Regions from separate parts of the Sus scrofa genome. Here region 1 is linked to region 2. A link is a contact called in public HiChIP or PLAC-seq data. All regions are on one chromosome and are shown on one strand. The core of a region is the stretch at or near the end of the contact, and the rest is flanking DNA. Distances in the headings are between cores, read along the strand shown.

The links. HiChIP or PLAC-seq counts read pairs in DNA pulled down with a chosen protein or histone mark.
Region 1: a contact with region 2 is called in an H3K27ac HiChIP or PLAC-seq map of alveolar macrophages. The contact joins two enhancer-like sites. A contact is called at or near these places in 1 of 47 Hi-C or Micro-C datasets (embryonic fibroblasts) and 1 of 2 datasets of contacts at active chromatin or transcription factors (alveolar macrophages).

What each region holds. Positions count from the first base shown.
Region 1 is chr2:91,661,309-91,667,928 of Sscrofa11.1, reverse strand. No RefSeq gene overlaps it. Among named protein-coding and RNA genes, the nearest start is that of VCAN, 35 kb to the left of the region's middle. Within about 2 kb of position 3,533, at least 1 of the 83 cell types and tissues checked has an H3K27ac peak or open chromatin away from gene starts, as enhancers often do. A contact at or near this core is called in alveolar macrophages, where this site is marked.
Region 2 is chr2:91,204,920-91,211,367 of Sscrofa11.1, reverse strand. No RefSeq gene overlaps it. Among named protein-coding and RNA genes, the nearest start is that of TMEM167A, 150 kb to the left of the region's middle. Within about 2 kb of position 1,752, at least 1 of the 83 cell types and tissues checked has an H3K27ac peak or open chromatin away from gene starts, as enhancers often do. A contact at or near this core is called in alveolar macrophages, where this site is marked.

The DNA.
Region 1 (6,620 bases), core at 2,284-4,783, 450 kb before region 2:
ACACAAAAACTTCACAAATATATTTTTTCATTTCTTCGATTCTTGACACGCATATGAGGGACTGTTGGCCCAGTTAACCATATCACATAAATTAAGAAAATGAGAATTATGAAATTACTTTTGGTTCATATTTAAACTCTATCTTTAGAATTCTCATTCCTTAGTTTTGCACTTTCTCTCTGAGGAGGAAAGTGAACTTGGCATAGTGCTGTCATTCACCTCAGAAAAGTTAGTTGATGTCTCAACTTCCTTGAGGCATGATAGTGACCAAGCATGAGCCTCAGGGGCTCCAGATCCATGTTCACCACAACAGACCTGAGTTTTAAATCTCTTCCTGAATGTTTTGCTAGTTTAAACTGGCCTTCCTGTCTCCCTTTGTTCAACTGTGTGTATATATCTCCTCTATATAATACTAGAAACAATCCTTGCGAGTCTTACACTGCCAAGTTTAGATCAAATCAAAATGTGTGGTTTCTGTTTCAAACTGACCTGGAACCTTTGGTGTTTGGGCTTGTTGAATCTTGGCAAAGTTTTGTTTCCTGTTTCTAAGAATGAACTATTATTAGGCTCAAAGGCTTCTTGCCCTCTAATAATTCTTAGAAAGCAAATGATCATTGTGTGAGTGGATTTAGTACATTAAACATTCATTTTAGTGAAATAAAGCCTGGAAGAATCCAAAAAGAAACATAAAGAAAATGTGCTCAATAAAAATCATTTGTATTTAACAAAAGTCTAAAACACTTGAAAATAGTTTATAATCTTATATATTTAAAATACTAAGGAGAATTTTAGTCCTGGAAATTTACCTCAGAAGTGTTACTGTCATGAAACTCTATGAAATAACTTTTATTTAGAAAAAAGCTCAGGCTGGAAATCAGGACACAAAGATCAAATTTTCCTCTGTCCATAAAAAAAAATACGTAAAAGATGTTAGCCTCTGCTACTAATTTGTTTAACATTGTTTCCAAAGTAAGTTAGTATACTTTTTTTTTTTTTTTTTTTTGGACCAAAACACTTTGTAGAAAAGACTGGTCCAACTTTTTCAATTTCTTCCAATGTGGGAAGAAAGGAGAGGTGGACCTTTTGGTAAAGCTTACATAAATGTAAAGGTGACACAAATGGGGATGCACTGCGTTATTCACCATGGGGAGTCATCCCCAATGGCCACAGAAAGTCAGCCTGCAGCCTCACTCTCCTTGTCACTGTCTCCCAGGGTGTGCTTATCAAAGATGCATACTGTGATGCCAGATTTCCAAACTCAAGTACAAGTTTATTTTACATTTTTAGAATGGATTTCATCTGCTTGAACGGATTCTTAAGGAAGTCAAACAAAAGAGGAGCCATTCTTGTCAGCAGCTGGTTTTGGAGTTCCAGTAATGATAGATTCACACACTGTCTAGGTGTTATGCACACTCCATGGGGAATGGGGAGTGTGCTCGCCCATTGTCAGGGTCGGCTTTGTGGATATCCTGAGGCAGAGGTGTCCACTTTTTTGGTTCTGCAGTCCTGCTGGTGGTTTGGCCCCTTGTAAGTTGGATGTCGTCACAATGGTGGGTAATTGAGAAGAGATGGCTGCTGTATAATCTGGGAGGGGTGAGGGCTCTGGAGGCAATTTGGGCAGAGAATGTGGTGGTGACATGGGGGCAAGCTCTGAGTAGCTGATCAGGAGCAAGCTCTAGGTTCCAGCCAAGTACACTTGAAGAAGGAAACTGCAGTCATTTAGTATCTATGCACTCACTAAATTTTTATGCTGTAGTTTCAATTGTCAGAAGACAGTAATAGACTTCTGTTTCTGGTCACAATAGGATTCAAGGACCATATAAATCCTTTCATATTAAACAATCAGAAAACATGACAAAATATGTGAAAATAATTTTAAGACATTGGACAACGAATCACAAGGCTATTATCCCAGAGGAGGGCAAGGAAGAGGAGAGCTTAGGCCTGGAGGCAGCTTACAGGTTACAGCACAGGACAATGAGCCATGTACAAAGCACGGGGGTTTCAGTGAGTCAAGGGGATAGACATCAGAGTCTAGCAAAGCCAAAGAAGTTAGAATTTATGGGACAGAGTTACCAGAGAACGGAACTGCATAGAGGGAGAAAGCTCTGGATGTGCAAATGTGTTCCCTTAAGTCAGGCTGGGTCATGATCTACACGACCGTGGAAGGAAACCATCAAGATTTTATTCATAAGGAAACAGGAGACAACCAAAATTAAGAAATAGTCTACAGAATAACAGGCCTACAGGTTTCAAAGAGTCAAGGTCAAGAAAATGAAAGGAAGACCAAAGAACTAACCTAGACTAAAGAAGTCTAAAATGACCTAACAAGGAAATACACCAAGTGATCTTGAAATGGATCCTGCAGCTCTGCAATGGTTCAAGGAAAGGTGGTAGGTAATTTAGCCTTGTGGCATAAAGAGCCAAGCATTCACCACTAGGTTACAAATCACAAAAAGGCAGGAAACATGTTAGTTGTGTTCATTACCAGATACCTAGTGACTAGCACCCCAAAATGCTTTACATATACACATAGACACTCAAGAAATATTTTCTAAAATAAGGGATATTGGAGTTCCCATCGTGGCTTAGTGGTTAACGAACCCAACTAGTATCCATGATGACATGGGTTTGATCCCTGGCCTTGCTCAGTGGGTTAAGGATCCAGTGTTGCTGTGAGCTGTGCTGTACGTCACAGACGCAGCTTGGACCCTGCATTGCTGTGGCTGTGGTGTAGGCTGGTTACAGCTCCAATTAGATCCTTCGCCTGGGAACCCCCACTGCCATGGGTGCGGCTCTAAAAAAATAAATAAATAAAATAAGGGATATGTGAATGCATATTGTGTTGGTGGTGATTTTTATTATTTATTTTTATTACTACTATTAATTTGGAAGTTCCCAGGCTAGAGGATGAATAGGAGCTACAGCTGCCAGCCTATGCCACAGCAACGGTAGTAGCCGAGCTGCATCTTCGACCTACAGCAGGTCAAAGTAGTTCATGGCAACGCCAGATCTCCAACCCACTGAGCGAGGCCAGGGATCAAATTCTCATCCTCATGGATTCTAGTCAGATTCATTTCCGAAGGGAACTCCTTTTGGTGGGTTTTTAGATCCCTTGTTCGCTATTCCTATTTTCTTTTCTTTTTTTTTTTTTTTTTTTTTTTTTTTTTTTTGTCTTTTTTTTTGCTATTTCTTTGGGCCGCTCCCGAGGCATATGGAGGTTCCCAGGCTAGGGGTTGAATTGGAGCTGTAGCCACCGGCCTATGCCAGAGCCACAGCAACGTGGGATCCGAGCCGCGTCTGCAACCTACACCACAGCTCACGGCAACGCCGGATCATTAACCCGCTGAGCAAGTGCAGGGACCGAACCCACAACCTCATGGTTCCTAGTCGGATTCGTTAACCACTGCGCCACGACGGGAACTCCCTGCTATTCCTATTTTCTGAACTTGGTTGTTTCCATGTCTGGAGCTTCCTGGTTCCTCTAGAATTACAAATGGGGAGAGGGTGTCCTTCACTTGTGCTGCTCCTCCCACAGCCCTCTGCTTCCTCTCTCCTTAATGACTAAGCTTTTGGCTTTTCTGCCCAGTCACCCCATGGACATACACATAAGGTTAAGAAATTGAATAATAATGGGAAAAAAAAGAATGTATACATGTAAGTGTAACTGGGTCACCGTGCTGTACAGTAGAAAAAAAAAATTGTATTGGGGAAATAACAATTTAAAAAAAAAACTAAAAAAAAAAAAAAAAAGAAATTGAATAACAGTTCACAACCAGAAGAAGGTCCATTATCCACAAAATACCTGGGTTTTTTCCATTGAGGCACTACAGTTACCATTCCTCCCAAATTCAGTGCCTGCACTTTTTATAGCCTTGGCCTGGAGAGCTGCATAATGACTTTTTGTTTTTGTTTTTGTTAAAAAGAGGCCAGCTTGTTGGGATCCAACAAGGGCTACTGTTTCCTGTAGGTACTGGGAATATTTCGATTAATCTTAGTAACAACCCCTATCAGCACTGAACATAGTGAATTATACATGGTAGATTCTTCCCCCCACTCCATGTTTTAAAATAGACTTTATTTTTCAGAGCAGTTTTAGGTGCACAACAAAATTAGAAGATAAAAGAGTTCCTTTATATCCCCTGAACCTACACAGGTACAACCTCCCCGTCTATCCTGCCCTACATCCCCCACCACAGTGGTACATTTGTTCCGGTAGACTCCTAGTTATAAATACATATGCTCATATTCATGCGCACGTGCACACACACACACACACACACTCACACGGAATACATTTACTGTCCATGCATCACACTTCACAATAAAGACATTTATTGATCTTGTAGGTTTCCTGTCTGTGAAACAGAAGGTGGTTGGGGTTGATTAACAGAAGTCTCCACTACATGTTATTTTAATTGTGCTATGGTAAAGGAGTCTGTATCTCCAACTGAACAGACAATTTATGCTTCATTAAATTCTCCTCTCGTCTTTGCACTTCAGGTACTTCGATTAGATGGCAGCTCTATTTTGAATGGCTCATTCAAGCATGACAAGATGCCAGTGAGTATCTGGAGAAGCAAAAGAATTAAAAGCACCCTTTACGTCTGGAAGACACTACCTCTCACTTCTTATAACACTCAATTGAACCCAGTGGTTCATAAATATTCACAAGTCTGAAAAAAAGTATCTTAGATAAATGAACAAACATCACAGAATTCCTTGATAGGAGGCTCAACTCATACTTCAAAATTAGAAATTTATTTTTGCAGAAGTGAAATGTTTGCCTCATCAGGCACATTTGAGAACTAGGTGGCTCAGAGATCTATTAGTTTTTAATTACAGTATGCACAGAATATTAACTCTTCAGTGATTGAATCTGATCACCAATACATAAAGCCTGCAAGATGTAAAGCTTGAAGATTTTTATGTTCTGAAATTGAATGATACATTGCATATTTGAATATTTTCTTTGAAATTCAAAGCTTAATTTCAGTCCAAATATGAGTTATATTTCTACACTCATATATTGACTTGGATTTACACCAACAAAAAGCTTTAAATATGTGGGGATAAGATTTTGTACAAGTTGTTTTACCAGTATCATAACTTCATAGAGAACCAGGCAGCCTGTAGTTTCATCAGCGAAAAGCTGAGAATCTTAAATTTGTTTCTAATAATAAAATTACTACTGACTCCTTTTGAAGTAAGGCTTTACAATATTTTTAAGTTGTTTATATTCATGAACCAATAAATAATATAAAATGATTCTTTCAACTCATCATTTCAGAAGACATCATCTTTAAAACAGAGCCTTTATGGCTGGATGTTCATACTTCTTTTTTAAAAAGACACCATTTTCTCTGGGATTTCTGCCCTACTTTCCATAGTGTCGGATAAAATGCCTTCCTCACTTTATTCCCCAGCTTGCTAACATCCAGATGCCTTGGAAATTGAGCTAGGAGCTAGAGTACTCTTTTTGCATTTATATTTTCTCTTTCAAGATGGAAACGAGGGCCTTTTTAAAGCAGTTTAATCATTTCTCGGTGGTACAGGTTAATTCCAGAAGAAATTCAATGGAAATATGAATACTCAGAGAAAAAATGGAAAAACTCAGGGAAGCCAACTGAAATGATTATCAGTGATATTCATGATATGAGCTCAGCTGACAGATTTAATTATTCAGTAGCAACCTTACAATTCCATTGTCTTTCCTCAATGGCTGGGAAAATATTTTTTATGAAAATTGCTTCTTTAGCTTATTTACTATCTTGCATGTCCAGAAGTCCTTTGAACCACTGCTGGTATTTGTTTCACCAAATCCCTTCTCTTTCACTGGAGCCATGGCTCTCCCCCTTCCTGCCTCCACACATACTTTCCTTAAACAAACATCCTTTAAAAAAAAAAAGCAAAGAAAATCTCCACTTTCCATTTTTGTTTGACTTCCCACACATTGCTGTTAACTCTTCCCAAACAGATAGAAGACCTGCTTGGACTCTTCCACTGGTGGCTTTTTCACAAGATCTCTTCTCTCTAAATACTGTGATATATTCCTCTGAAAAGAAATTGTCCCTTTCAGGGTCACCCCCCACCCCCGAAGAGTTATCATGTCATCTGTAAACTTTGCTATTTTCACAGTAATAGCTCTCCAGTGGCAAAGATTACATGGATGGAATGGCCAAGTGCATGGTTTAAAAAAAAAAAAAAAAAAAAAACCACCTCACAATTGATGTTTCTCTCATGTGGCATTTCCTAAGTAAAGAGAAAAGGTTGAAGATGGAAGGAGACAAACCCACCAATAACCTCTGGTTAAAGGAAAGGTGCATACATGAAGATAAAAAAAATTATTCCTTCACTTCATCATCGTTATTTTCTCGCTTTGCCCCTGAGCCAGGAAGGGTGTGGCCCCTGAGCTCTCAGGTGCAGGATCATTTCAGAGTACAAATCCACCTTGTGCATGCAGGCATGTAATAAGGAAACTATCAATTCACAATGCCTCTTGGCAACCAGGAAGACTGTCCTTCAGAGTGTGTGTGTGTGTGTGAGGGTGTGTGTGAGGGTGTGTGTGTGTGTGTGTATGAGTGTGTGTGGGGGGTTGGGGAGGATAGGTAGACTTGTCT
Region 2 (6,448 bases), core at 503-3,002:
TCTCATAGGGCTAATTACATCCTCCATGACTCCTTTCTGCTTACTTGCTGTGGGGCTTTCAGCAGGCTGTGCGGGACAGCCTGTTTCTACTGCTAGGCCCAGAAAACTCAAACATAGAGAACCACCTGTTTTCATTCATTAGATGTACTGTAATTTAAACTATTGTAAAATGAAGAAAGCTAAACTCATGTACCATTGTAATTAAAAGAAAAATCAAAATCCGATGGAAATATTTTGATTTTGAGTGTTCTGCGTTGCTGTACTAATATTGCATCTCTCTGAAGTTGGCCATTAGCATCCAGAAAGAAACAAGAAAATAGTTATTATCATTACTTATTAGGTAAAAAAACCCCTCAGCTTATGTTCACAAACTTGGTTACTACGTTAGACCATTATATTTTGATTAATCTATCTCACAAGCCTGAGTCTGAGCCCTGGATGGCCGTCCCATCCCAGTATATACCAACCACAACTTGAGGATTGATGACATATGAACCATCATAGAAGATGCTGGAAAAATGGAAAATATTACTTGTGATGGAAAAGGCCAAGAGATGAAAAACTTATTAAAAATATTGAAATAAATAAAATTAAGTGGCAGGTAGAAATTAAGACTTTTTTTTTTAAGTTTGGGTGATATGTATGCAATCATCAGTGGGACCTTTATTTCTTTTTCTTTTAATATGGAATGCTTCCCTCATCCCCATGTCATCCATGCACACTGGTCATGTTAATCTTTGAATCATTCCAATTTTAGTATATGTGCTGCTGAAGCAAGCACAGTGGGACATTTATTTTAACTGGAATAGGAAGTGCTACCAGCATAGGCATTTTTAATGGATGAAGATGGTTGATACACAGATACTCATGTAAGGTTTGGTATATTATCATCCCCCTAAGAAATGTAAGTGAACCAGCAAACTTTTCTTTTCTTGACATTGGTTTTATTTTTGGTCACCATAAGTTATGGGTAAACTGATTCTTTAAAAAAATAAAATAAAATAAAATCTGGGAGGTGCCTTTGTGGCTCAGCAGAAACGAATCAGACTAGTATCCATGAGGCTGCAGGTTTGATCCCTGGCCTCACTCAGTGGGTTAAGGATCTGATGTTGCTGTGAGCTGTGGTGTAGGTCACAGATGTGGCTCAGATCTGGCAGTGCTGTGGCTGTGGTGTAGGCCTGCAACTATAGCTCCGATTTGACCCCTAGCCTGGGAACCTCCATGTGCTGCAGGTGTGGCCCTGAAAGACAAATAAATAAATAATTAAATAATAAATAAATAAAATCTGAGTCACAAGGTAATAATGGCATGAAAAGACCTGTACCCATTTCTAAGCTCCTTTGAAGGAGGAGGGTGAAGTGGTCAAGGGCAGAACCAGGGCTGGGTCACAGCAGTTATCGTCAAGGGACCCCCTTCTTTTCCCCTTTCTTTCCTCCTCCTTCCTGTGTGACTAGCTTCATAATTGAGGACATTTCTGTGTGCAAAAAGGAGCTAATCATTTAGGGATCAAAATACTTTTGAACTGCAAGGGAGCAGATCTGAGCTTTGCTCAGTCAGTCCACCGGTCAGCCGTTAAATACTGGCCACAAGTTTAGAGGCAGGTGAGAAATGCAGGCAAGAAGGGACAATTTAGGGGAGGGTAAGTCAAGGGCTTTTGTTCTAACCAGTAGAGGGATGAGGTGGGTGCTGAAGAGGTTTGGAGCAACCCTTGTCTGGGATTGTGGAACTGGGCAAGACAGTCATGTTTAGGGGAAATTTCACTTGGCATCTGGCCATGGTTATTTTGGGCACAACCATGCTAGGCTTTTCAATCAGAGTGAGTAACTTCCCTGTAGAATTTATTATCTGTAAAGCAATCATAATTGCTTGTCTGGGGGATATACAGAGAGGAAGATGATCCAAGCTGCTTAAGTACCTAACAAAGACTTCTGTCACTTTTACTTCCCTCACTGTTTGAATTTGCAGGTTTCTACCTGCTTCCATTTATGATAACACAGAGAAAAACAGCTCAAGTTCTTAAAATGAATAAAGTAGCTTGAATGTAATACTGATTTTATTTGAATACTTATTTTCAACCATTTAGCTCCCTTTGGCGATCATTCCTCTGAGGAAAAGAGATGACAGCAAAGAAGGGCCTCCAGTTTTAACCGGTTTACCTATTTGCTTTTGTCTGAGCTTGTGGTTTGTCCTGACACGATGCACAAATACATGGAGAGAGATTCTTGGGGAAAGACAAGTAGGAAAACTGCTATTTATTTGTAAAGGGCAGTTGACATTATGCGTCTTTTGTGTTGTGGGGAGACACGTTGATCCAGTATGCTGAAGAAACATGATTCTGTAGAATTAGTATTTCACAGAGCAAATAAAAATGTCATTTCAAAGTCTGGCTTTTTTTTTTTTTTTTTTTTTGGTGTTTTATAGCAGCACCTGCAGCATATGGAAGTTCCCAGGCTGGGGGTCGAATCTGAGCTGCAGCTGCAGGCTTACATCACAGCCACAGCAATGCCAGATCCAAGCCATGTCTGCCACCTACACCACCCTGGGGGCAATACTGGATCCTTAACCCACTGAGAAGGCCAGGGATCGAACCTGCATCTTCATGAATACTAGTTGGGTTCATAACCGCTGAGCCTTAACAGGAACTTCAAAGTCTGGCATTTTGATAATTAAGGGTTCTTTACCTCAATAAATGAATTTTTCTTTAAAAAAATTATTAAACTGATAATGACTTTCTTATCTTTTCAGTTCACTTATATGTATAATGGGAAGAGTTACCATCTATTTAGCTTTAGTGCGACTTGGGTCCTTTGCAGAACTTTACATACTGATTTTCTCTGCGCTATTTCCTCTGAAAGTATTTATCAGAAGATTTTGGGTTGTTAATTAATCTGCCTCTTTCTGCTCTATGCCTGAGAATGAGATTCTCAAAGGAACATCCAAGTTCCTTCTGCATTGGGGTAATCTGCACAATTTCTTCAATGCAGATTCCTGGGCCATCATCCACATCTATAGAATCATATTTTCTGAGCGTGAGGCCCAGAATTTTGCATTTTTAGTAAACTCATCAGATGATGCACACTAGAATTTCAAAATTCTATCACAGTGGGAAAATATATTGTCCAGGGAATAGCAGCTTTAATGTAAAAGTAGGGCATGAGCTTTTTTTTCAAGGGAATACACTCATGCTTCAAGAAGAAATTTTATTAACTTGCACACTAAAAATGTACATTTCCGGAGTTCCCGTCGTGGCGCAGTGGTTAACGAATCCGACTAGGAACCATGAGGTTGCGGGTTCCATCCCTGCCCTTGCTCAGTGGGTTAACGATCTGGCGTTGCCGTGAGCTGTGGTGTAGGTTGCAGACGTGGCTCGGATCCCGCGTTGCTGTGGCTCTGGCGTAGGCCGGTGGCTACAGCTCCGATTGGACCCCTAGCCTGGGAACCTCCATATGCCGCTGGAGCGGCCCAAGAAATAGCAACAACAACAAAAAGACAAAAGACAAAAAAAAAAAAAAAAAAAAAAGTACATTTCCAATAGTATTTAGTAGGGAGCACTTATTATACTGGTAATTTACTGGCAGGATTAACTGAACTGGGCTATATGCTTAACGTAGGAATGCATACTTTCCCTTATGGGAGGTTTAAATGTGACAAAATGTTACTATATTGCATGAGCAGCCACAGAGATTGGCATTCCTGTGAATGTGCGTCACAGGAGGCTTTTCTGTCCCATTGCGCCATGCAAAAGCAGGACTCAGCAACATCCTGGTCCTATAATTATTAAATGTACAATTGCTTGTATCTGACAACTAACAGAGCTTGATGATAACACTTCAGTAGCTTGATATGGCACTCTCTAAACTTTTGTTAATGACTTATTATATTATCAAGACTTTCAAAAATGTCTATCAAAGCAGGAACTTTGAAATAGGTCACACAGAGACAAATATCAGCACTGAAATGGACTACAACTTGCCTTCTCAGTGCTTATGGTAAGAGCAGTCATTCCAGCCCCAGCTGCCTGTTTTAATCACTCATAGAGCTTCCTAATGAACACCCATATCTAAGCCTTGCCCCAGAACTTCTGATTTTATTATGCGGTGGTGGAAGAACTGGAAAAGAACACCTTCCATCCTGGAAGGCTGAAGAGAAGTACATTTTGAGAAAAAAATGGGCTGACATAAAATGTTTAATAGATAAACCACGACATTTACTAGCACCTTCTGTTAATGAAGATTATAGTGTCTGAAATTTCCCTGGTGGCTCAGCGGGTTAAGAATCCATCACTGTTACTGCTCTGGCTCAGGTCACTGTTGCAGTGTGAGAATGGGAAGGGAGCCATCATCAAAATATGATTTCAAGACTTGCCTTGAAGTATGAGGATGATTGGGTTTTGGTGATGTGGAGAAGAAGAAGCCAAAGCCTGAAGGGGGAGGTGGAGCTATAGCTCAGATGGAAACCCATCAGCTCTGCACTGCGCTGGAGAATGTGGTTTGTAGAATCAAAGGGACGGTGGTGAGTAGAAGTGAAGCTGGGGGCACAGAAAATGAGGTTAAGTGAAGTACAGAATATAGACTCCTCTGCCATAGCCTTCCCTTTCCCTGTACGTAGTGCTCCTGGAAGACAGGCACGCACTCCTTTAACAAACAGACAGATGTAAAAAGGAGGAAGGCCTTTTCTCACAGTGATGAATGAATAATCTAAAAGAACCAGGACAGCCAGAAAGGGCACTGGAGCAAATGCCTCAATTCTGTCATTTTAGAGTCCCCCTGGTTTGAGAGCTAGCCAGTTGACAAGCCTACTTGCCCCCAGAGAGTTCATAGACTGAATCTTATGTGGCCTTGTGTTTAATTATAAAAGAAAAATGAAGAACACTGAAACGTGAAAACCCTGCAACAAAAAGAAGAATATCAAAATTAAAAAGAAAAATATGATCCTAAAGGAGATAGAGTTAATTCAGAATTCAGGGAAAAAACCCTTCTTCTAATCAATATTAGAGAATCAGAGAAGATTCTGCATCCATAAAACAAAAACAGGATGCAATGAAAAAAAAAATTAGAGAACAAAAAGAACTCTAGATACTTAAAAATATAGTTTTTCAGACTATGCAACAAAGCTACAGTTACCAATACAATATGGTACTGAAACAAAAACAGAAATATAGCTCAATGGAACAGGATAGAAAACCCAGAAATAAACCCAAGCATCTATGGCCAACTAATATATGACAAAGGAGGCAAGAACATACAGTGGAAGAAAGACAGTCTCTTCAATAAGTGGTGCTGGGAAAACTGAACAGCTACATGTAAAAGAATGAAATGAAAACACTAACACTATATACAAAAATAAACTCAAAATGTGTTAAAGACCTAAATGTAAGGCCAGATACTATAAAAATCCTAGAGGAAAACATAGGCAGAATGCTCTTTGACATAAATCACAGCAACATCTTATTTGATCCTAGAATAATGACAATAAAGACAAAAATAAACCAACGGGACTTAAATAAACTCAAAAGCCTTTGCTCAGCAGAGGAAACCATTAAAATGAAAGACAACCTACAGAATGGGAGAGAATCTTCAGAAACTATGCAACAGACAAGGGCCTAATGTCCAAAATATACAAATAGCTCATACAATTCAACAACAAAAAAACAGCCAAAGTGAAAAATGGGCAAAAGATCTAAACAGACATTTCTCCAATGAAGACATATGGCTGGCCAGTAGGCACATGAAAAAATGCTGAAACATCTCTAATTATTAGAGAAATGCAAATCAAAACTACAATGAGGTACCATCTCACACTCATTAGAATGGCCATCATTAACAAATCTACAAACAACAAATGCTGAAAAGGGTGCAGAGAAAAGAGAACTGTCCTTCATTGTTGGTAGGAATGTAAATTGGTACAAGCACTATGGAAAACAATATGGAAGTACCTCAGAAAACTAAATATAGAACTACCTTATGACTCAGCAATCCTATTCCTGGGCATGTATCCAGACAAAAGTACAACTCAAAAAGATACATGCACTCCTATGTTCATTGCAGCACTATTCACAATAGCCAAGACATGGGAACAACCTAAATGCCCATTAACAGATGAATGGATTAAGATGTGGTACACATACACACACAATGGCATATTACTTAGCCATAAAAAGCACAAAATAATACCATTTGCAGTAACATGGATACAACTAGAGATTCTCATACTAAGTGAGTTAAGTCAGAAAGAGAAAGACAGATACCATATATTACTTATATGTGTAATCTAAAATATGGCGCAAGTGATCCTACGTATGAAATTGAAACAGATTATGGATGTGGAAAGCAGACTTGTGGTTGCCAGGGAGGAGGGGGGAAGCAGTGGGATGGATGGGGAGTTTGGGATTGGTATATGTAAACTGCTACATTTAGAATGGATAAGCAATGGGGTCCTACTGTATAGC